Regions from separate parts of the Sus scrofa genome. Here all the other regions are linked to region 2. A link is a contact called in public HiChIP or PLAC-seq data. All regions are on one chromosome and are shown on one strand. Each heading gives the region's core, a stretch centred on a gene start, on an enhancer-like site or on the middle of the called end of the contact. The rest is flanking DNA. Distances are from core to core; before and after follow the strand shown. Region 1 holds the start of ZC3H11A (zinc finger CCCH domain-containing protein 11A). Region 2 holds the start of BTG2 (BTG anti-proliferation factor 2). Region 3 holds the start of ATP2B4 (plasma membrane calcium-transporting ATPase 4).

Region 1 (4,578 bases), core at 1,472-3,971, 490 kb before region 2:
ATCAGTAGAGAGATATTCAAAGCTTCCATTGCTTCCAGCAGAAGAGGGAGATAAAGGTACATCCAAAGTAAAATCCTCCTCCCCACTAGTAACTCCAAATTTGTTGGCCCTAGTCCAGTGAGGTGAGTGCCTTGCCTGTAGATGTCGTTGGAGAGTAGATGTCCCAAGATGGCTACCTGGTTTACCCCTGCTAACACTTTTTTCACAGAGGTTACAAATTGCCCGCCAGGTATACTGGGGGTCAACATGAAAGAAGTGCCACACAATGGAAGTCTTTGCTCTAGTACTAGGTAAATAGATCTGTTTTTCTATATTACTCTCAAAAAGACTTTCTTCATCATGCTCAGGGGCATCAGACGCTAACAAAGCAGTAGTGCTTGCAACAGGCCTCCCAGATCCCAAATCCTTACTAAACTTTTTTGCAAGGATCAGTTTCTTTCGTCGCCTTTTCCCCTTAATTCGCAAACCCTTCTTTCTTTTCTTTTTGGCAGGCAATTTTGCCTCTTTATCCACTCCTTCTGCCACCATCTTTCCCTCTACCACATCTTCTTCATCTGTATTAGAATTAATAGGAACACAGCCCAGAATCCCAGCACCACTAAAAGTGCTACATCTTCTGCCAGGAGAGAGTGAGGACACTGGTACACTTAAGGTACATATACTCATTCTTTTTATGTCTCCAAAATTCGTAGCAGAATCTGTTAGTGGGTTTATTCCTCAAACAGATATACAGCTGTTCCTCTCTACTTGCATTACCTTTTCTCCAGTTTCTATGGGGAGTCAAATTCCCACTGGACCAATGACTTCCATGCCAGGTTATTTTTGGAGGAAAAGTGACAGCAATGGAGCTCATTCCCAAACTCTTTTACAGAGGGCTTTAAGATCCCTTCCAACTTTCTGAGTTCTGAATTCAAATAGTCCAATCTCCTCATGTTACAGAAAAGAAAACTGAGGTCTACTTTTCCAGCGTCAGAGTTAGTAGCAGCTAAAAACCAAGTCTTCCAAATCTATGGTCCATATTCTTTATGATTCATCAAGAACTGTATCTGCTTGAAATGTTTTAGCTTTTAAAATACGTATCTTTTATGTTGCCTCACGACAGCAACATCAAATCCCCTTAATTCTGGAATTATTTTCAGTAAATTTCATTTAAACAAAAACATAGTGCATCATTTAATATCCATTATTTAAGACTGTGATTTGCCAATACAACCCCAAAAGTCAATTCTGGAAAGCTAAATCAGACTCCACATACTGGTCATTAACAGCAAATGCCTGTTGACCCTTTCAGCTCTAGCTAAAAGTAACACAATTTTTTAAAAATGTAGGTAGCTTTTAAAAAAAAAAATGCTTTGAGAGTAAAATTTTAAAGTAAGATTACAAACTGAATTTCTAATTTACTATCTGTATCAAGAGTTAATCCATACTTGGTTTTCAGACATTTTTAGACCGGAGAAGCCTTACAGCCTGCAAATGAGTAACTCCTAAGTTGGACTCTATATGAGCAGCAGAAAATGAAATATGAGTTTTAAATCAGTGTCATGCCTTCTTGGTTGATCCCTCCCCTTCCCCCAATACCTACATACAATTACCCTAAAAAGCATCGCTATCACTAGTTCAGCCTCCTTCTCAAGGTCCAGAACCAAGGCCTGGAAGATGTCAACAATATGGGCCTTCCCCATAGGAATCCGCACCGATTATGGGAGTTTAGGGGGCGTTCTTCATTACGGTTTCATCAATCCTACAAGGAGAACGGAAGTGTCCCTGTTGCTCTTGACTCCGATGCTGAGGGCTGGGGGTGGGAGTGTAATTAAGGTAGGAAAGGGGTGTAGGATACCGGAATAAGATCGGTGGCTTTCTGTATGTGGAGTTTGAGAAAATCTCCCAAGTAGTGGGACCCTGGAGAGGAATGAGAGTAGGTAAAATCAGCTCCTGGCATTCAATTTGATTTAGGCAGTGGGGTTCGCTAAAACTAAGGAAACTGCTGCCCCAGAGAAAGCAACGTAGTTGTCAGTTCTCCTCCGGGAGTAGGGGAACAAGTCGGTTTCCCGGGGCTGCTCCCGGCTCCTACAGTTTCGCCAACACCGGATGTGGGGGAAGGGAGGAAGACTGGTTGGGAAAAGGAGCAGGCCCCGTGGGGGTGGGGTGAAGGAGGGTGGGGGTAGATGGGCCTGGGAGCTGGAGCCTGGGGCTCCCAGGCCGCCCTGGCGACGGCAGCGGCCCGGAGGTGGGGGAGCCGGTCTTTACCACCGGGCCGAAGGACCCGCTCTGACTTCCCGGGCTAGGCCGCGACCCAGGGGCGAGGGGAGGCCGCGGCCACTCCCCTCGCCCTCTCCCCCACCTCCCCGGCCCCGAGCCACCCGGGAAGCAAAAAAACGGGTCTAGTTACCGGAGAACAGAAACTTTACCGAACCGACGACACTATCCACGACTCCCGCTGCTGCCACGTCTTTCTTCTTTCTTAGCCGCTGCCGTCCGCCGTCCTCTCAGCAGCAACACCAGCAGAAATCCAAGACTGCCAGAGTCAAAGATGGCGCCTGGCTACAGGTTCAGTTCTAAGATCCGGCCAGTAAAAGTGCCAGCACGACGCAAAGCGCAAGGATTCTGGGAGATGTAGTTTTCCTCTATGAGGCGATGCTTAAGATGGCTTCCTCGGGTGACAGGGTCACGTGAGAGGGGAGGTGCTAAACCGTGGAGGCCCTGCCTTTCCAAGGAATGCGCTTTAGAAGGTCACGGGTTTCTTGAAACTGTCTTTGATTTTTTTTTAAAAATTGTGTAATGAAATTGACGTAATAAGCGGGGAAGCGCGAGAATTGTGTCCACGAGACTGTAAGCGTTCAGTTTATTCTTACCAGAAAGTTGAATTTAAATAAGTTGATTATGAATAATGAGTAAATTGTTCAAATCCTGTATAAATCTGATTTAGAAATAAACTGTTTTTCCCATGCGATGTTGAAAGATTTGTGCATTTATTATTTTTAAAATTTTATTGAACAGTTATTTTTATTTGAAGTAGTGAATGGGTTTCAGTTTTTTTTTTCCCCTTAAAACAAATTTTCGTATTAGAAAAATAATTCGTGGTCATTTAAAAAGTTCATGAGGGTTGAGACATGAAAAGGAAAAACATTAGTCGCCTACCCACTTCATTATTAATATTAGCCTGTATTTTCCATTTAAATATCTTTACTTTTTTCCTCCTATTATAAAATACATGTAAGTGGGTTCTTAAAATTTAAGTAGAGTACAAAATTTGTCTCCATAAATCTCATTCCTGAGAAATAACCTATCATTAATTTAGCATGTATTCTTTATAACTTTTTAATATGCAAATACACTTAAATATATATAGTGTACCCTGGCATATAGGCTCAACAGAACTTACTTGGGTGGCAGCATTTTACTGAACTTGGATAAAGGATGTAGTTCTGCTGTTAAGAAAGGATACACTTAATGGGAAAGCACATAGGACTCCAGGCACCTTTTACTTCCTCTTGGGTTTGTTTTGCCAACTACCAGCTTCGTGAGGGAGTCACAGCCAGTCCAGGACTGGGTAAGTATCAGGTCAGAGAGGTGTTGAGTCTCTTGGCACTTGAGCTTTTATCTCCCTTCAAAGTGAGAAGCCACAACACTAGAATCCTAGCCCCAATCATCCCTGCCTTACATGACAATACTCTGTGATTGCCATGTCAACCAGCCCTAACAAGCAGGTTCCTGGTAACCAATTTCCATCTGTGCCACAACACCTAAGGTTTTTCAGTTTAATAGAAGCCTTTCCAAATTGCTGACGGGTTCTCCAGACTAGGGCTTGCAGGATGCATCTGCTTGGTCTACTATATAAAGTGTAAAAAGAGGGAGTTCCTGTTGTGTCTCAGCAGTAACGAATCCGACTAGTATCCATGAAGATGTGGGTTCAATGCCTGGCCACAGTCAGTGGGTTAAAGATCTGGTGTTGTCATGAGCTGCAGTGTAGGCTGCAGTCGAGGCTCGGATCTGGTGTTGCTGTGGCCAGCAGCTACAGTTCCAATTCAACCCCTAGCCTGGGAACTTCCATATGCCACAGGTGTGGCCCTAAAAGAAAAATGTTTTAAAAGACCGCATTAGGTCCCCAAATGGCATCTGCTTATGTTTATCACCACCAAGACCTAATACCTAAACTAACTGCAGTTTCAGCTTCTCCCAGAGTGAAATTTCTTAACAGCACTAGTGAGGCAATCTGCCTGATCAGATTCCCCCCATCTTTCTACCTTTCTCCAAATAATAATCCATTCTTTTTTTTTTTTTTTTTTTTTGGTTTAACCATGGCGTGTGGAAATTTGCCTTCACTGGCCAGGGATTGAACCCGAGCCACAGCAGTGATAATGCTGAGTCTTTATCCTCTAGGCCACCAGGGAACTCCAAATAATCCACTCCTTTAACTTCCTTATTCCATCCTCTTTCTGCCTATAAAAACCTGTTTTGTACAACTCCTCAGAGTATCCTTATATTTGTTATATGGGACGGGTGCTGCCTGATTCATGAATCATTGATTAAAACCCATTTCATCTTTAAAATTACTCAGTCGAATTTTTCTTTTTCTTT
Region 2 (4,674 bases), core at 1,725-4,224:
GAGAGATGGTTCCCTAAGCCTGCCAAGGCACCAGAAGGTTGTAAGAGCCAGTTCTCCTCCAGACCCTCCTGGGACCCAAGAGGCCATATTGCACAGTGACTGAGAACTTTTGTCCTAGAAAACAGGGTAACTGCATGACCCAACCAGGAGGGGAGAGGAGCAGGGAGAGTTAGAGAGGAGTGTTGTGCTTTTAAAAAGAAGGCAGTAATCAAGGATGTGGAGTTCCCTGTAACTTTTGAGCCACCTCTCCAAGGGATAATGGTAGCATCGCCAGGACTTTCACGTAGTTCCAAAAAAAAAAAAAAAAAAAAAATTACCACATATACACATAGAGCAGCACATAGCAAGGCAAAGATTTCGTGCAGAGTACCCTTCTGTCCCAACTCCAATAACCTGCAACCCCTGCCTCACTCCCCTGAACCCCCAAACAAAAAGCTTTATATTCTTGGTGGGTAGCAACATCCATAGGCCCCTGAGAATAGAATTAGAAATAAGTCATGATTTTAAGAAAAACTGTTCAGGACAGAAGGAATCAAGAGAGGCTTTTTCACTCTCTGCCTAGGATCTCATTAGAAAAATAAAAGAGAAAGATTAGGCAATATAGCATAATTTAAGTCCAGGTTTGAATGCCCCTGAGTAAGAGAGGGGCTGGGGATGCAGGTGTCCTGGTTAGAAGAGGGAGAGGTTAGAACTCAGCCTCTCTTCTCCATCCAGGACAGATCCTGACCTCTCTCATTCACAGTTGCTAACCTTGCTTGCTCCTTCTCACAACTTCCTGGGGTGCTAGCCAAGCCTCTCCCCCATCACCTTGACCAGACCCGCCCCCTGAACTTTCCCCCCTCCCATAGGCAGACACTGGCTCCCAGACTCAAGCGCACAACGATTCTCTCCAAAGGCACCTGGGGAGGCCACTTCCAAGCAGCTCCCTTTAAGGATTTTTTTCTTAAAAAAAATCTTTTGGTTTTTTTTTTTTTCTCCTCTTTTCTTAAAAAAAAAAATAATATATATATAAATAGCTCTTCATTTAAAATACAGTTCCCCAGGTTGAGGTATGCAATGGCCTGTTGTCACGGCAGGCAGAATGAGTACAGTAGAGTGCCAGGTGGGGGCCACAGGGGATCTAACTGGAGACCGCCATGACGTAGTTCTTCGAGGGGCTGCTCCTGCCCAGCATCATTTGGTTCTTGCAGGTGAGGAGCCCATAGGAGGTGGCCACCGGGGCCTCCTCGTACAGGACACAGATGGAGCCATCCTCCCCGATGCGATAGGACACTTCATAGGGGTCCACCCACAGGGTCAGCTCGCTGGGCAGCAGCTGGTGCAGCTGGGGCTGACTGAGTCCAATCTGGCTAGCCACTTTACTGATGATGGGGTCCATTTTGTGGTTGATGCGAATGCAGCGGTAGCCAGAGCCCTTGGATGGCTTTTCAGGAAACCAGTGGTGTTTGTAGTGCTCTGTGGAGACAGAACAAGGGGGATATACCCTGGTTAGAGCAGCCGGGCCATGGATGCTACCACAAGGAGGGTAGGGGTGAAGGAAGAGGAGAGGAAGGGACGTAGTAATTCTAAGTAAGCAACATGGTTTCTCATGAGTTTCAGGACCCTCCTGATGCTGTAGCAGGAAAAAAGAAAAATTAGGGAATCTGGAAAGACCCCTCCTCCAGGACAGGGGTGTATGTGTATTGGAAGGGTGTAGCCAGTATATTGTCTTTGGCACATCCCCGGTTTAAGGAGGAGGGGTGTGACGGGCTGGCATGTCCAGGCAAGGCCTCTGGAGACCTATGAGCTGAAGTTTCAGCCCAAGAAGGCTGCCCTTACTGCTGGACCCACCGTGTGCCTCAGCGGCCCCCCTGCCTCCTTGAAAAGTAAGGGACCAGCAGCAGTGGCTAAGAGAGGCAAAACTAGGATGTTTTAAGGAGACATAGGCTGTTCCTTAGAAGGCAGGATCTGTGTGGGCACGACGGGAGATGGCTATCGCTGCCCAAGACCACAGGCCAACCTGCTAGAAACAGCTGGGAGATAGGTCTCTCCCCAGCCAGCGGCTGCTTATCTCTTGTCAGCCTCCTGCGTCTCAAGCCGCCTCACAGCCCCCAGCCCCAACACACGCCAAGTCTCCCTTGGTACCATAATTGATGGCAGATGGCTAAGGGGGGGCCAGAGAACACAAAGGGGGCCCGGATTCCAACTTGGAGTGAGTCAACAACAGACCCAGGCACAGTGCAGCCCCGCACCACTGGAAGGACCACGGCTGGGACTCCAGGTCGTTGAGAAGGTTCAGTTGCTCCTTCTAGTTCCATAAGGACCCCTCGGACCGCCCGGCTTTGCCACCTACAGCGTCCCTTACGGGTCTCGGGGTCCAGTGAAAGAAATGAGCCCTCACTCAGACCAGCAGGTACTCCTCTTCCTCGACATAAGCCAGGAACTTGGTATCGCACTCAGACTACGGTTTGTGCCCGCTACAGCGTGGAGGGGCACGCCCAACCAGAACCTCCAAGGACCGGGACCCGACCCGAGAGCGGGGCCAGAGAGGGGAGACCTGACCCAAGGGAATAAGGGTAGATACTGAGAACCGCCTGGGGAGATGGAGGGAAACAGATTCCCGGAGCTGCTGGAGTGGGGAACTCTACCGCAGGTTGGGAGGAAAGATGCCTCAGGCAGGGAGGGGGGCCGAGTTCCGGTGGCAGGGTTCGCCTGGCGCCAGGACCCTCTTCAAGTGCTCACCTGTCAGTGCCTCCTGGAGAGCCCCGCTGAAAACCTTGAGTCGCTGCTCGCTCACGCAGCCCCGGGTCCTGAGGAGGCTGGAGAGGAAACCTACAGCGGCAGCGATCTCCGGGAGCATATCTGTTCTCTTCCCGGTCCAGCGGGCCTGGCTCATGTCTTTCGCGGCTCAGGGAACGGTGGTGGCGGCGGGGAATCAGTGAGAGGCTCCGGTGGGACGTGCGAGCTTGAAAGCCTAGGGTAGCTCGGCTGCCTCTCCGGCTCTGCCCAAACTTTACCCGAGAGGTGCCTTTCATACTATTTCGAGAGGAGGGGGAACCTGCGGCGGAGCCCATTGGCCGTCGCCAGCGGATAGGGGCGGAGCCCCGAGTTCGCCCCGCCCACTCCGCTCCGCTCCCTTCTTCCCCCTCCCCACCCCGCGCGCCCTCAGTCTCGGCGCCGCCCCTACCCCCAGCGCCGCTGCCACGGAGCTGAGGTCATCAACAGCTGACGTCAGTGCTGGGAACCTGAGCCTGGGTGCTAGCCGGGAGAGGGGAACCGGGGAGGGGCCGAAGGAGAAGGACACTTCAAACTGGGAATGCCTCGACCTCTCCGCTTCTCCTATACTTCAGGACAGATTAAAGGCCACCTCCTCCAAGAAGCCTTCGCTGACATCACCTTCCCCACCCCTTTTCTGATGCCCACATTTTCAACCACACACTGTTAGAACGACTCACCCAGACGCTTTGTCACTATTTTACCGCTTTGCTGCCGCTTTGTTAACTAGTCAGAATGGGTCCTCTAGGTTCTCTGGAAATGAGTACTGAGTCTTCTGTTTATTTCCACAGTAATATCAATTTCTTCAAGTTCTGCTCTTCCTCTACAGCCTTCTCTCTTGCGTAGAAACATCCGCGTTTCACCTAGTCTTGGGTGGGTAGGGCTGGAAGGAGTGGTGCAAGATTTTTAGGTTTTCCTTTTTCACACCGGGGACCAGGCTCAAACTGGCACCATCACTGGCACACCTAGAGATCTGTTGAATAGGGATAACTCCTAACCTGTACCCCGGGGTCTGGCATACCTAGGCGCCCATAATATATGTTAAATGAGGAGTCCCGCTGTGGCGCAGTGGGATCTGTGGCCTCTTGGGAGTGCTGAGATGCAGGTTCTATCCCCTGCCTGGCACAGTGGGTTATGGATCTGACTCACCTGCTTAGGTCACAAGTGCAGTTGGCTGGGGAACTCCATATGCCTTGGGCTGGCCAAGAAAATAAAAGTGGAAAAAATATGTTAAATGAATCAAACTCAATGGCCTCTGTAAATTCTTGTTTTCCTTGAACTCTGGGCCCTACTGACCACCTTTATCTGGAGGCAGTCTCCCATCCTTTTCCTTACCCCAGGCTTCTCTGCTTCCTTCCCTGGCCCTCTCTGCCCTGGATCCGTTCCTCCTCCCTGTTCTCTCACTATGCCCACTCACTCCTCTTCCCCACCTAATCTCTCCACTTTCTTTCCTCAGAGCAATCCTACCCATGTCCATTTTGACATTTACTTTTGAAAATTGACTTTCCTACACATATAGTCTGTCCATCTGTTCTTTCATTCTGCCCCTCCTACCACCTGCTCTGTCTCTCCCCTTGAAAGTCCAGCTACCACATTAATGTCAGTCTAAGTCCACTGTCTTCTCCAAGGCCAGCTCTCTTCCAGATCTCCATTTCTATCAGAGATACCATCATTTCTCCAGGCACTCCACCCAGAAAACTCAGACTACTCTTGGCTTCACCTTGGATTTTGCTCCTCAGATCCAGTCCCAAAACTTGTTGCTTCTTGATCTGGATGATTGCAGTGGACTCTTTCAAATCCTATCCCCCAATCATCCTTCTCACTGTTAATAGACTCCCCTTCCTAAAGGTCTGTATTTACTTGCTCTTCTTTTGGCTCAGATCATTCTGAGACACCCTCCATTTGTCTACTGCATTAAAT
Region 3 (4,433 bases), core at 1,465-3,964, 300 kb before region 2:
ACTCCAGGCCAAGGGAGCAGGCGCCTCGGTGCTAAATAGGGACCTGCTCCTCAAGGGAGAAGCCCTCCCGAACCTACCAGAATCTACCCTTAGTGAAAGCACTGAAAATGGAAAGGTCGGCCACAGGAACTGTGGGATTATGGGCCCCCCAAAGGGCAGGGGGGTGGGGAGGGGGAAGGGGCGTGATTTCAGGGTTGAACCTCTGCAAGATGGTGGCGGGGAGGATGGGGCTCCCGAAGAGGAGCAAAGAGACGGATTCCCCTCCCCGCCTCTCTACAGAACAAGGGCATGGATCTGGGCCGGGGTTCCCTGCCCATTGGGTAAGGCCTCATTCCCTTCCCCAGAGAGAGGAGCTGTCTGGCCTTGGGGTGCAGGCAGATCCATCCCGGCCCCATTTGTGCTCTCTTCCACATCGTTTGCTTCCTTCTTTCCAGTTTCTGCCTTTACCACTCATTCAACCAAACTAGCTGGGGCAGATGGCAGGTGCTTCTTTTTCGCCATTCGGCCCACCACCAAGTTTCAGGTGCAGGACCCACATTGCTGAGCCCACTCCCCAGGCCACTGCCCCTAGCCAGGAAACCTAGCTCACTAGCCATCAGGGCACCACCCCCTTCTGCCCTCCTCCTAAACCTTTCTCTACCTAGTCCGTCCTGACCCTAGGCCCCTCTCCTTCGCCAGTCTCAGCCTAGAATGACCTTGGTCTCTTCCCCTTCTTCCCTGTAAAGAGGGCCTGGAGCTGAGGGGGTGGGGGATGACCTCCAGATAGAATGGGCAAGAAGGGGCAACTAGGAGATAGAGGACATCCGGGAGGATCTTAAGACTCCCTGCCAGACACCCCACCCAAAGGAGGAGGTGGCAGGCTACAGTGGGATTTTACTTCCCCTCCCCCAGTGGTGTCAGTTGAGTGCCCGCCTATTTCTTCAGCTGAGATTCCCCCCTACCAGGCCGGCTGGCGCCGACATCCGTCTGCAAGTTATTCTAAGTCAGGCAGGAATGCCCAGGAGGGTGGTGTCTCTGGCCAGCAGAGTGCCCACTCTCTCCCGGGATGTGGCCAGACACTCCTGGGTCCTCCACAGCCAGCAAGAGAAAAGCGGTGGGTCCTTCAGTGAGATGGAGGAGTGTGTGAGGCTGGACTTGCCTGGGGAGGATGCCAGCCGGCCTCCTCCACCACGAGAGCGAGCCAAGTATTTGAGTGAGTGTGTTTGTGAACGACAAGCAGGAGGGACAATCCCAGTCTTAATTTCTAGCTCTTTAGCAAGTGGCCCAGGCTGCTCGGGGACCCTCCCAAGGATGCCTGTGGCAACCCCCAACCGCCAAACACTCACCAGCCCCACGGTCACCAGCCTTGAAACTGCAAACTTTCAAACTTCACCCCTTCTGCTTTCTCCCCTTTTGACCAGCGATGTACGGGGCGGTGCCCTCAGAGACACTCATACAGTTGGTTCTTGACGCTCCACACACACTCAAACAACAGCAGTACAAGGGAACTCCCAGCTTTTTCCACTGCTAATTATAGACGTGAAAGTCTGAGGATGTTTTGCGAGCGGTAGAGAGAAACTGCTGAGGTTTCCCTACAAAGCCAAAGAAATTTAATTTGTGCACTGCCCTTCCCCACTTGCAACTTCTAGCGCCTACCTCCACCCATCCCCCAGTGAGCCCCTCTCCCAGTCCCCGATGCAGCCCCTCCTTCCTGTTGAGCATTTTGTACTCAGTTCTTTTTTTTTTTTTTTTTTTTCCCATCTCTCTTTGGGGCTTTCAAGAAAGGGAACAGACGCGGAAAATATTTTTGCAACAGTTTTCCATTCTGCGTCTCATTCCCAAGCCAAGGGGGAGGGGAGGGCAGGAACGAATGGGGGAAAATAAATGCTTTTTCCAAAAGCTCCATTTGGGTATGAAAAATACAGTCTCTCCACTTCCCTAGCCCCACAGCCCAGGAATGACAAAAACTCGAAGGAAAAAAAGAGAAATCACTTGTTTGATTATACGTTTCTCAGAACTGAGTCTAGGAAGGAAATATAGTATTTGACAAATCTGTGCGCGAGCACAGACACACACACCCCTAAACCCAGCTGCAAGAAATATGCTAGGAAGAGGAAATTCAGAGAATTTTATCAGCCACTGAAAGGAAAGAAAGAAACTAAGTTTGCAAATCAAGATTCAATTCATTCTCTGCAAACCTACCTTTCTTTCTAGCAGAGATCCAGGCTTCTCCACGCGGGACTCTTTCTCCGGGTTTCCATGGACAGAGGTAGGGGGGGGTGACGACCCACCGGTGTCCCCCGTGTGGCAACCACGCCGGAGATGCTGGCTGGTCTCTCCTGCCTTTCCAGCTACGACCGGGGAGTGGGCTGGGTCTCCTCCCCTAGCCCTCCCAAAGGAAAGGACCTCTCAGGTTCCTGGAAGAAAAGGGTGCTGGGAGCTGGGCGGGTGTCTCTGGGCTTGCCCTCCTCGGGGAGACCGTTCCCCAGGAAGTTCGTGCCCCCCCTTCAACCCCCCGCTTCAGACGGTCTCAACAGCAGAGCTTTCTTAAGAAAATGCTTGTCATGGCAACAGCTCCAGCCAACTCGGGCCAGACTCCTGCTCACCAGCCGGGCCTGGGCGGGAGGAGAAAGGGGAGGAGCGAGGGCTGGAAGAGGGCGGGACTTGGCGAGAGGCCAGACCATTACTCTACTGTTAAGGTGGCCCGATGGCGAGCTGCGGCTTCTTCCTGATTTGTCTTAAGGGGGACTGGGGGAGAAGGGGAGGAATCCTCTTTTCTGTGGGGTTTCCCCCCCGCCCTTGCTCTCCCTCGTTAAAAGGAAGGCAGGGTGGGGGTGGAGGTGGGAGTGGATGTGGGTGGCGGTATTCAACCGTTGCTGGGTGGAGGGAAAAAAAGGAAGCTTTTGCAGGCGGTTGGTTTCCTGCAGCTCCGCTCAAACTCTTAACTCACTTAGAACCAGGACCCGGGAACCCAAGGTGGCTGTGAAAACTTGTACAATTCCCTGCCACCCACCTGCCGCTGGTCTGAAGGAGGGGCTCCCTGGAGGAGGAAAAGGAATTGCTCAGACATACACACCAGTACATAGCTTTGCTTATAGACACACCTTAGTAGACACTCCTCACCCAGATTTCACACACACAGTCCCGGGTCACACTTGGCTCCCGCTTGCCTCTGTACCCATCAGAGGTACATCCACAGTGCATAATAGCTGCCTGTTTTTCAGTCCTACTACGTGTGGGCTATGGCACCAAAAGCTTTGCATATATGGTTTCGTTTCTAATGCTCATGGCGATCTTGAAAGGTACTTATTATCTTCATTTCAGAGTTCAGGAAATTGAGAATCAGTGACTCGCCCAAGCTTCCACATCTGTTTAATAATAACAGAGCAAGGATGCAAGCCCAAGTCAGACTGACTCCAAAGCCAGTCTGTGTACTTTCCTGCACTTGTATCATGCTACAGTACACATTTCCATTTTAATTTGCACACACTCAGACATCCAGGTACACTTATACACAGACTGTAAACTGTTAAATCACACCCCAGCAGCCACACACCCACCAGCATTGTGCAACAGTGCCACCCATAGATTTCGCCTAAAACCTTCTGGCTTTCAAGTGCAAACATGCATCCCCGACTGGTTCACACTGCATATCTTCATTGACTGATAAATTCCCACGCCGTAGACCTCAGCACACACACAAACACTCACTTGCTAATGAAGGCAGGGTGACACACCTCACAGATTAGAGTGGTAAACTAGGATGTGGAGAAGCTGAGTATTATCATCCTGGGCTCTTAGCTTTCTTAATCATTGGAAATTGATAAGAGGCCAGACAGGAAAACTCAGGTTAGGCTTTACTGGGGCCCCTGCAGCAGTTTCCAACGGTTTCCCTTGCTGGCTCGCTGGGGTGGGGATGGGATACGAGCTGGCTCCTTATTTGGGGTGAGTGTAGGGGCGGCTCCAGAGGTTGGGCCAGAGGAGTGGCTTAGGTGGTCTGCTCTTTGGTGACTGTGTGCAGGGGGCAGGCCTATTACCCTGCTTTTACTCTCTGCTCTTCAGAAGTGGTAGTTGCGTTTTTAGTTTTTTTGTATCTTCTTGCCCATAATCTGTCCCAACTGCGCATGTATGAAGCTATTTTTAAACACTTACAGTTTCTTTGTATTTTGTTGCTCTGGGAGATGTTTGTCCAGGTGCAAGCACTGCAGCCACCGCAGCAAAGGGTCCCAGGTCCCAGGTCCCTGCCTGTCTCAATGGCCACAGCTTCAGGGTTTGGGAGGAGATCTCTTTGATCCTCCTTTCCTAACCCAACACCTCCCACCACACCTGTCCTCCTCTGCCATCCATCCTCCCTACCCCAGGATGAAGAACCATCTTATGAGTCTATCTTAATATTTTTGGATAGCTCATCCATATCCTATTTCTGAGCTAGGGAAAGTTAAACAGACAAAAGT

Evidence for each region. HiChIP or PLAC-seq counts read pairs in DNA pulled down with a chosen protein or histone mark.
Region 1: a contact with region 2 is called in an H3K27ac HiChIP or PLAC-seq map of alveolar macrophages. The contact joins the promoter of ZC3H11A here to the promoter of BTG2 in region 2. A contact is called at or near these places in 1 of 5 promoter capture datasets (fetal liver), 1 of 47 Hi-C or Micro-C datasets (skeletal muscle) and 1 of 2 datasets of contacts at active chromatin or transcription factors (alveolar macrophages).
Region 3: an H3K27ac HiChIP or PLAC-seq map of skeletal muscle shows a contact between it and region 2. The contact joins the promoter of ATP2B4 here to the promoter of BTG2 in region 2. A contact is called at or near these places in 1 of 5 promoter capture datasets (fetal liver) and 2 of 2 datasets of contacts at active chromatin or transcription factors (alveolar macrophages and skeletal muscle).

The regions. Positions count from the first base shown.
Region 1 is chr9:64,517,038-64,521,615 of Sscrofa11.1, reverse strand. ZC3H11A (zinc finger CCCH domain-containing protein 11A) reads right to left here and starts at 2,721. Exons shown (of 19, transcript XM_005656653.2): 1 at 2,390-2,721.
Region 2 is chr9:64,032,153-64,036,826 of Sscrofa11.1, reverse strand. BTG2 (BTG anti-proliferation factor 2) reads right to left here and starts at 2,974. Exons shown (of 2, transcript NM_001097505.2): 1 at 2,722-2,974; 2 at 1-1,455. The coding sequence starts at 2,875. The coding sequence ends at 1,121.
Region 3 is chr9:64,334,635-64,339,067 of Sscrofa11.1, reverse strand. It overlaps ATP2B4 (plasma membrane calcium-transporting ATPase 4), which reads right to left and starts at 2,714. Exons shown (of 21, transcript XM_021063194.1): 1 at 2,182-2,714.